3 separate regions of the Sus scrofa genome follow, and all the other regions are linked to region 3. Evidence: chromatin contacts called from public HiChIP or PLAC-seq data. All regions are on one chromosome and are shown on one strand. Each heading gives the region's core, a stretch centred on a gene start, on an enhancer-like site or on the middle of the called end of the contact. The rest is flanking DNA. Distances are from core to core; before and after follow the strand shown. Region 1 has its middle 260 kb from the start of RBMS1. Region 2 has its middle 230 kb from the start of TANK. Region 3 overlaps RBMS1 (RNA-binding motif, single-stranded-interacting protein 1).

The links. HiChIP or PLAC-seq counts read pairs in DNA pulled down with a chosen protein or histone mark.
Region 1: an H3K27ac HiChIP or PLAC-seq map of alveolar macrophages shows a contact between it and region 3. The contact joins two enhancer-like sites. A contact is called at or near these places in 1 of 47 Hi-C or Micro-C datasets (embryonic fibroblasts) and 1 of 2 datasets of contacts at active chromatin or transcription factors (alveolar macrophages).
Region 2: a contact with region 3 is called in an H3K27ac HiChIP or PLAC-seq map of skeletal muscle, with 6 times the contacts expected there. The contact joins two enhancer-like sites.

What each region holds. Positions count from the first base shown.
Region 1 is chr15:67,666,524-67,669,355 of Sscrofa11.1, forward strand. No RefSeq gene overlaps it. Among named protein-coding and RNA genes, the nearest start is that of RBMS1, 260 kb to the left of the region's middle. Within about 2 kb of position 1,363, at least 7 of the 83 cell types and tissues checked have an H3K27ac peak or open chromatin away from gene starts, as enhancers often do. A contact at or near this core is called in alveolar macrophages, where this site is marked.
Region 2 is chr15:67,736,217-67,739,462 of Sscrofa11.1, forward strand. No RefSeq gene overlaps it. Among named protein-coding and RNA genes, the nearest start is that of TANK, 230 kb to the right of the region's middle. Within about 2 kb of position 1,860, at least 19 of the 83 cell types and tissues checked have an H3K27ac peak or open chromatin away from gene starts, as enhancers often do. A contact at or near this core is called in skeletal muscle, where this site is marked.
Region 3 is chr15:67,337,624-67,340,493 of Sscrofa11.1, forward strand. All of the region lies in intron 1 of RBMS1 (RNA-binding motif, single-stranded-interacting protein 1), which reads right to left. Among named protein-coding and RNA genes, the nearest start is that of RBMS1, 70 kb to the right of the region's middle. Within about 2 kb of position 1,613, at least 28 of the 83 cell types and tissues checked have an H3K27ac peak or open chromatin away from gene starts, as enhancers often do. A contact at or near this core is called in alveolar macrophages and skeletal muscle, where this site is marked.

The sequences.
Region 1 (2,832 bases), core at 113-2,612, 330 kb after region 3:
GGCTGCCTGATGGGAGGGGGAGGGAGTGGGAGGGATGGGAGCTTGGGCTTATCAGACATAACTTAGAATAGATTTACAAGGAGATCCTGCTGAATAGCATTGAGAACTTTGTCTAGATACTCATGTTGCAACAGAAGAAAGGGTGGGGGAAAAAATGTAATTGTAATGTATACATGTAAGGATAACCTGACCCCCTTGCTGTACAGCGGGAAAATTAAAAAATTATAAAAAAAATAAAATAAAATAAACCTTTTCATGAAATATACTAGCTGTTCATTCACTGAAAGGACTTCAGAAGCAATGACCATACCTCAGACTTCAATTTCTTTTCTTTTTTTTTTTGCTTTTTAGAGCCACACCCACGGCATGTGGAGTTTCCCAGGATAGAGGTCTAATCATAGCTACACCTGCTGGCCTATGCCAGGGCCACAGCAATGCCAGATCCAAGCCACATCTGTGACCTACACCACAGCCCATGACAACGCTGGATCCTTGACCCACTGAGCGAGGTCAGGGATCGAACCCACAACCTCATGGTTCCTAGTCGGATTTGTTTCTGCTGAGCCATCACAGGAACTCCAGACTTCAGTTTCTAAATATTATTCCCTACAAAAAGCAGCCAAGGCCTTAGGGAACGGCTGAGAGCAGGATATTAGGTGGTTCTGGGTGTCTTTTGCTAGAAAATCAGGAGGATCCAACATACTAGTGAGGACATGACAATAAGACAGAAAATTTTCCAGTAGCTAAATTTTAATCAATGTGAGGTCATAGGTTATGATGTATAAAGAATAATTAATGTAAATAATAACCTATGACCCCCCAGGAAACTCAAGGAAGAAAATTAAAAAAGGAAAAGAAGAAAGAAAGAAAAAAGGGGTGGGTGGGAGAAAGAGAGAAAGAGAAAGGGAGGGAAGGAGGGAGAAAAAGAAAGAAACAGAAAAAAAACTGTTTTGCTGTCTTTTGATAGTGTCTAACATTAATACATTACTCTGAAAATTGGTAACAAATGAAAATGAATTAAGCATTTGACGTGCTTTTAAAAAAATTCTAGGAGTAACGGTTATTCACCTCAAGTTGTTGAGAAAACACTCTTCTTTACAGAAGAATCCCAGGAAACAGACATGGAGGAATGAGAAAAAAAAGAAAAATTGCCATTTTGCAACCTGCAATGGAATAATTGTTTCAGGCAAAGAACATTCAATGGTTGTTAAAACCATCAGATGTCGGGTTGTTGAGAAACAGGATATGTGGTCAATTCCAAAGCATTACACCACAGATTATTTGCTAGCAACATAGGAAAACATTGCATCTTTATACTGGAGAGAGCTGGAGGTCACCACCTCAACCCAGTCATCAAACCTAGGATCGCTCATAGGAGGGTAGCCCTGTTATTTACAAGTCTCCTGATGAAGCAATATGAAGGATATGGCATTGACTATGAAATATTTTAACCAAAAAAGTTTTAGATGAATCTATTTAAGCCTTTTCATGAAATATACTAGCTCTTCATTCCCTGAAAGGACCTAAGAAACTATAAGCATTTCCCAAAATTTCCTTGTAGAAAATATAGTGGAGATTAAAAGACATAAAGAGAAAATAATCAGACAATTGCAGAATTTGGGGCATTTTATGTTGGGTATTTTCAATAGTATGAAAAGAAATGTTTGGGGCATGTTCCAGATGCAAAGAGATTGTAAAGACTCTATCCTAATTTAGGATAAAAATCTATAAAAAAAAATTTGGAGACACATGAGGAAATTAGGAAACGGACTGGGTATTGGAAGTATTAAGAATTACTTTGAATTATTGCTTTAATGTTATTGTGAATATGTAGAAAGTGTCTTTACTCTTAGGAAATGCATGCTGATATATTTAGGGATGAAGTACAACCCATATAAAATTACTTTTAAAACAAGAAAATGAAAAAAGAAAATAAGAAATAAGAAGTGAAAGAGGAGAAATAACAACTAATAACAAAGAAATACAAAAAAAAAAAGAGAGAGAGAACATTATGAACAGATATGCCAACAAATTGGACAGGCTAGAAGAAATGCTAAAAAAAATTTCTAGAAACAGGGATTCCTGTTGTGACTCAGTGGGTTAAAGACCTGATATTATCTCTGGAGGATGTGAATTAGATCCCTGGCATCACTCAGTGGGTTAAGGATCTTGCTTTGAAGCTGCAGCACAGATCACAGATGCGCCTCTGATCTGGTGTTACCATGGCTGTGGCGTAGGCCACAGCTACAGTTCCAATTTGACCCCTGGCCCAGCAACTTCCACATGTCGCAGGTGCAGCCATAAAAAGAAAAAAAAAATTCTAGAAACATATAACCTTCTAAAACTGAATCAGGAAGAAACGGACAATTTGAACAGACAGATCACTAGTAATGAAATTGAATTTGTAATTTAAAAAAGCTCGCAGCAAACAAAAATCCAGGACTAGATGGCTTCCTAAGGGAATTTTGCCAAACATATAAAGAAGAACTAATATCTATCCTTCTCAAACTATTCCAAAAAATTGAAGAGAAGGGAAGACTTTCAAATTCATTGCACAATGCCACTACTACCCTGATACCCAGACCAAACAAAGACATTACAAAAAAAGAGAGAGAAAATTACAGTCCAATATCTTTGATATACAGGCAAAAATCCTCAACAAAATATTAGCAAACCAAATTTAATAATATATAAAAAGGATCAAAGTCCCCATGGTCAAGTGGGACCTATTCCAGGGATGATTCAATTTTTGCAAATCAATTAATATGATTAGCATTAACAAAGGGAGGATATAAATCACTTTATCATCTCAATAGATGCAAAAAATTATTT
Region 2 (3,246 bases), core at 610-3,109, 400 kb after region 3:
CTGTCCTTCTGCTAGACTACTGGGAATTCTCACCCCATCAGCAAAGTGTGTCTGCCCAAATCAAGATATAAAGTCCTCAAGACTGTTTCATTTGAGAAAACGTGAAAAAAAGGCTAAAGGGTGGGCAAAAAAACTGGACATTTTTGATAGGGGTTGACTTACAAAGGGCTTTGGCTGCCCCTCCAGTTGTAAACATCCCCTTTTCTGGTGATTATACAACAAAGTTCCCTAAAATCATCCTCTCAATATTTTTTTTCCCAGACTGTCCTGGATACCTAGTCCAGACCACCAGAAACCATGAGGATATTCCTAATAAACATAGGGACTTGGGTTTGAAATCACAGGACCTCTCCTTACTGTGTCCTTTTTGTGGGTCTGGGGAAAGATTCTGGGCAGCAATGTCAGACAAGGTCACAGGGGAAGGCAAGATTGTGTAAAAAATAGAGTTTTGCAACCCAGAGAGTCCTGTTGACCACAGGTCCATAAATTTAGACAAGTCACTTAAGAACAAGGAGAACATACAAACTGATCTGTCTATGACAGTGTCAGTTTATGGCTACTGTCCCAGAAGAATTGTAAATAGTGCCTCGCTACTCTTAAATATCCCAATTTGGGTCTTGTATTATCTGGGCATACTATTAGAGACACAATTTTCAAAATGACCTTCTGAATGAAAAATGTACACAAAAAATTGTTTGTATGTAGAAACACACCGTAGATGGCTAAAATAGGCTATGTTCGCTAAAGAACCAGCTAATAAGCCAACTGGAAATAAAAGGTAGACTATTAGAGAAGTGTTAATCCTTTTAAAATCACTATCTTAATTTCCACATCTTTAAGTCAGCAGTAGTAGTGGTCGTTTGTGTGCGTGTGTGTGGGAGGTGTTTTGTGTGTGTGGTCGTTTGTGTGCGTGTGTGGGGGGGTGTTTTGTGTGTGTGTGTGTGAAATTATTGATACCTCTCACAAGGCTTTAGGAACCCAACATACAAAGTAGTATTATAATGTGTTGTAATTGATTAAAAAGGTTTAAAAGCATTTGAAAAGGCTCAGAGCAAGTGCATGGTCAGGGAAATGAGGGCAGAGGATTAATTTCTGAATGATTATCAGACCTGCATTCTGTCTCAAGAAGAACATGTGGGACAGAACACACACACACACACACACACACACACACACACACACACACACTGAAACTAAAACCCAACAGGTATATCAGGACATAATGGAAAGCTCAAAATTGTGTGTGTTTTTGTCCTCGCCTTGAGAGAGTGGCAGCAGGTTTGGTGGAGCATTTTTGTGCTAGGAAAATTATGGCAAGGGAGCAACACCTTGATAGGTTTGACTCTTTGCAGAGAACTCCTAGCTTTACCCCTTGAGAGTGGGTAAAGCTAGCTATCCTCCCAGATTGGTGGGGACTGACGGGTACAAGGTGGGCACCTGGAGGACCTGAAAACACAGCATAGATACTGAACCAGGTCCCATGATGGTGAAGCTTTGGGTGCTTCAGAGCCTTGCTAGATGTCTTTAACATCCCTGGTCCTTCTGTCCAAGACACGTAGGATGGAGACCACTTCACAACAGTTTTATTTCTCCCCTTTCTGTTCTATTGCTGAAAAACACAGGACACCCTTGTGAAGGATAATGTAAGAGGGCCTCAAATGATGGTGATTTGGTTCCTCTCCATTCAAGAGGTAGGAGGGAGACCAGCAAAGGGGAACAGGAGACCAGGAGGTGGGGGCCCCATTTATTTCCTCATAATGGCTCTAGCCTACCTTGCCTCGGATCCACTTGGGCCCACAGGACAAGTTCACTCTGGAAATCTCTTCAGCTTGGCCGCCTGCAGATGTAATCGGACCTGCTCTGGGCAGCCCTAATTGCAAACACATTTCTCTCCCTCTGCGGCCATTCCTAGGCAGGCAGCGGTCAGAGCCTTGCCAGGGTTTTCTGGCATCTTTTTCCTGCTTTGTTTCCAAATCTGCATTTTTCTATGAGAAAAGATGTACGAGGGATTGTAAACAGGATAATTATATGGCAATATGATTTCCAATGCAGGCTTTCCTTGTGGATTATTTCAAATGTGTAGGGGTTTGTTTTGGTGTGTTTTTTTTTCCACTCCGCCTGTGAGTCAGGGAGATGAAATGTTGTTTTGAAAGCACAAGTATATGGATCCACTAGAAACCTCCTACGATGTTAAGACATTTTATGAAAGATGATTGGGAGGAACCGCAAACAAAAGAGAAGAGAAGGGAGGAGAGAGTAGGTGCACAGCATCGGGGGTCTGGCTCACATCGCCAAGGACGCGGGGGCTGGACAGCGCGTCCCCTCCTTTCCCAGAGAGCAAAAGAAGGAAGAAAACACGCAAGAGCTGCAAGTTCAGAATGTTACAAAGCTATCCTGCCTGAGATGACAATACTTAGGTTGCGGGGCTGGGGATGCGGAGAGTGCTGAAAACGATTCTTTAAAAGGGCACATGCTCCTGTCCTTCCCCTGTGACCTCACTAACTTCCCGCTGCAATTGGTTCTGAATCTACCAGTGGGAGGGGGTAATGTCAAACACGTGCCAAGCCTTCAGGGGGCCTGTGCAGACCTAACATGTTCGTTTATTTGGGTACATGAAATCATATGATTTATGGCAGTTTGAGGAAGGGACGCATCTGGGGCCCCCAGTGAGGGCCACGTGGGCCTTGGGGCACAACCCCAGGCTGCACTGGGCACATGGTGTGATCGGTGCCCCTGGAGCTGTACAGCAAAGATTCCCTGGGATGGACTGTTTTTGCACTGATGATTTGTCTTCTGAGCCTAACACACTGCCTGGTGTATATTAGGTGCTCAATAAATTTTGATTAAACAGTTCCTAATCTGCAAAAAAAAAAAAAAAAAAAAAAAAATTTGCTAATCTAAAGGGAACTATATCTAGTCACTTGTGATGGAACATGTTGGAGGATAAAGTGAGAAAAAGAATATGTATGACTGAGTCACTTTGCTGTATAGCAGAAATTGATAGAACATTGTAAATCAACTATAATAAAAAATTTTAATAAAAAATTACTAATCTCCCACCAGAAGATTGAGCTTGTTTGTCATTGAAGTACCTCTGACAGACAAACTGTTGGTTCATTTCCCCAACAGTCAGGGACGTAGGGATAAAGAAACTACCATCCTACTCTCAGGAAGCTACAGTTTAATGAGAAAGACACAGGTATAGGAATTGTGTAAACCGAGCATATAGGGAGCACAGAGGCAAGT
Region 3 (2,870 bases), core at 363-2,862:
CATTTCTTTCAAATAATTCATTATTAACAAAATTGCCCTAATTGTACCTACATGATCAGCCAGCACTATACTCATCTTTCTCATCATCCTAATTAAAGTGTTACAACTTTCTGTATATGAGACAAGCGAACTTCTCATATACATACTGAGCTGTCTCAAATTCTTGAAAAGGAACAAGATATAGGCTCCTCTCCCCACAAAAAACCACATAAAAATGAAACTATCCACCATTAAATTTAAAATAATGTCCTCAAAGCTTATTTCAATGTCTCTAAAATAAACTATTATTCATTATATAAGATGTTATTTGTTGCAAATTCTAAAAAGTGTATATATGATGTATCCACTAAGTAAGTTTTATTAGAGATTCTAGTTTGGTTTTCAAGTGTGTATGTTTTAAATCAAAGGAAGCATTTTTTTGGGCTATTAGAAGTCAACAGATTTTTTGATAAGATGGTCTTAAGGGTTGTGTTATATTTTAGGAGTGAGCACTTCCTGCCCAGATTTGTGCTGCTGCCCCATTCCTGGTGACTTTTAAACAATCTAGGGTCACAGTGGCCTCTCTTTAATTAGTATCTCACTGGAGGGAAGGGAGCATGTCAAGAAGACAAGAATGCATGGAGACATTATAAACAAAGGTCTTCAAAGACAACTTAAGAGATTTGTCAAGAAATCAAAAAAGCCTAGCTCCTTCTTTGCTACCAAAGTAAAGCAGGAAATGGTTTTGATTTTGACAAATTGAGAAGGCTGTAATTTTTATGTATGGTTATGTGTTAATTATGGCTTAATGCGTTAGATTTTTTTATTTCAATTTGATAGTTTTGACTGAAAACTATGCACTCATTGTTTAGACAACAAAAGAGTGATCCATAAAGAAAAGTGATTCAGTAAAAACTTTTCCATCTAAAGTATGATTCTATTAAGGTTTAACAATAGCCAAGTTATACTGATACAGTATTTTCTTTAAAATAAAGTACAATACCTAGGAGAGAAAAAGTCAGTAATACCTACCTAAGAAATATTTTTTAAATAGATATTAAATAGCTAAAATTGTACCTCATACATATGTGTGTAGATATACACACATATACATATGTATATGTAATCAACTTATGAGGCCAGGAACAAAAATTCTATTTCAGTTAGGTTCACTACAGTAAATGGATGAATGACCGAATATAAAAAGTTGGAAAAAAATTTGCCTGAAACTCAAGAATGACACAATAATTTTAAATTCCCGAGAAGGCCCCAATATATATATAAACACATGTAGGTATGTTTATATATGTATGAATGTGTCTAGGTAGATAAAGACATAGATTCCATATAAGTACAATTCCAGAAGGGAATTATATTTTCAGAATACCAAAGAGCACAATTCTGGAAAATTAAGATGGTTTTGCATATGAATAAGCAATGCTTTTAGATCAGTAAATCCTCAGTTCAAAGCACTGACACTGATTAACGGTTTCTGCTGTGTATTATTTACAAGAAATCACCTCAGCAGGGTGCCTATGTCCAGTTTCATAATCACATAGTACACCCACCCCACAGGATTATGTCCCCGGCAAGTTTGCGTGTTAAGTTGAATTTCATTCTCTTCAGGAAGTGACTTTTACTCAAGATTGAATACAGCTGTTAGTACAGACCACTGTTCCAAAAACACTTCTATGAGAACTGGATGAAAACACCATTTTAAGAATTGCAAATTCACTTTCATTATTCCAAATCTGTGCAACGACATGGGAGGGGATTTTTTGGTCTCTGTTTTTTCGTTAATTTGGGTTTTTATAAATATTCAAGAGAAAACATGTGGGACAGTTAAAAGATGGCTATAAGACTTTCCAAGTATTTTTGGAGCCTATGCATTTTTAATAATCAGATGACCAGTTTATTTATAACAGATTTAGTGCCCCCCCCCTTTTGCTGTTTGTTGCTTCAAAAGTCAGTGTTAGCCTAGCACATAATTTTTTTTTTTTAATTTCACTCTCTCATATAACTTGGTTTTCTCTCTTTATATTCACAGAAATGAAGCCTGGCAAATCAAGTGGGGCCTCAACAGAGGAAATGCTGCCAGCTAAAAACACCGGATGTAATCGAGACCACAAGAGACACATACTCGGTTATACACGTCGAACTGAAAAAGAGGTATTGGAAAGAAATGCTAAATTTTCATTGGATGGTTTCATTATTTTCATGAAATCTTACTAGTTTGTAGTTTACTCCCAAACAAAAATACCCAGGAGATATTATGATAATCCTAGGTTTTACTTTCTATAAATTAAAAAGGAAAAAAAAAAAATCTCTGGATTCTCACCTACCATCCCTGGTCATCCTGCTATCTCTGTGAGAAAGAGAAGAGAGGGATGGGGGTCTTAGTCTGCCAGACAAGACAATGCAGTCTAAGTGACCTGGATCAGCTTCAGCAAATAGTTGAGAAAACAGCATTTTGTAAGAATGTCTTTTCTGATACCATTACAGAAAATGTCCTTTCTTAAGGAATCGTAATAAGTCTGCCTGTAAACGGACAGATAACAGACGATGAAGTTACTGAGCTTTACTGACTCTCTGTGGTGGTGGGGTGGGGATAGGAAAGCTTCATTGACAAATTCCACTGTAGCTGTTTTTCTATTCCCACCCTTTGACGTGGTGCTTCCTTTTGTACAATGATGGTGATAGCTATGATGAATATTTTTCTCCACTGGCTATGAAAATCCAAATTTAAACTTTGTAAAAGAGGAAAGCGTAAGGGTTTGGCACTTTGACTTTTATTTTATTTGTTTTCAGTTCGGCTCTTCACATTTCAATAGCTACTTATTCTCTTTTTTCTAAAGATCTTTGCAATTAAGTACATTTATCTGCTCTAAAAA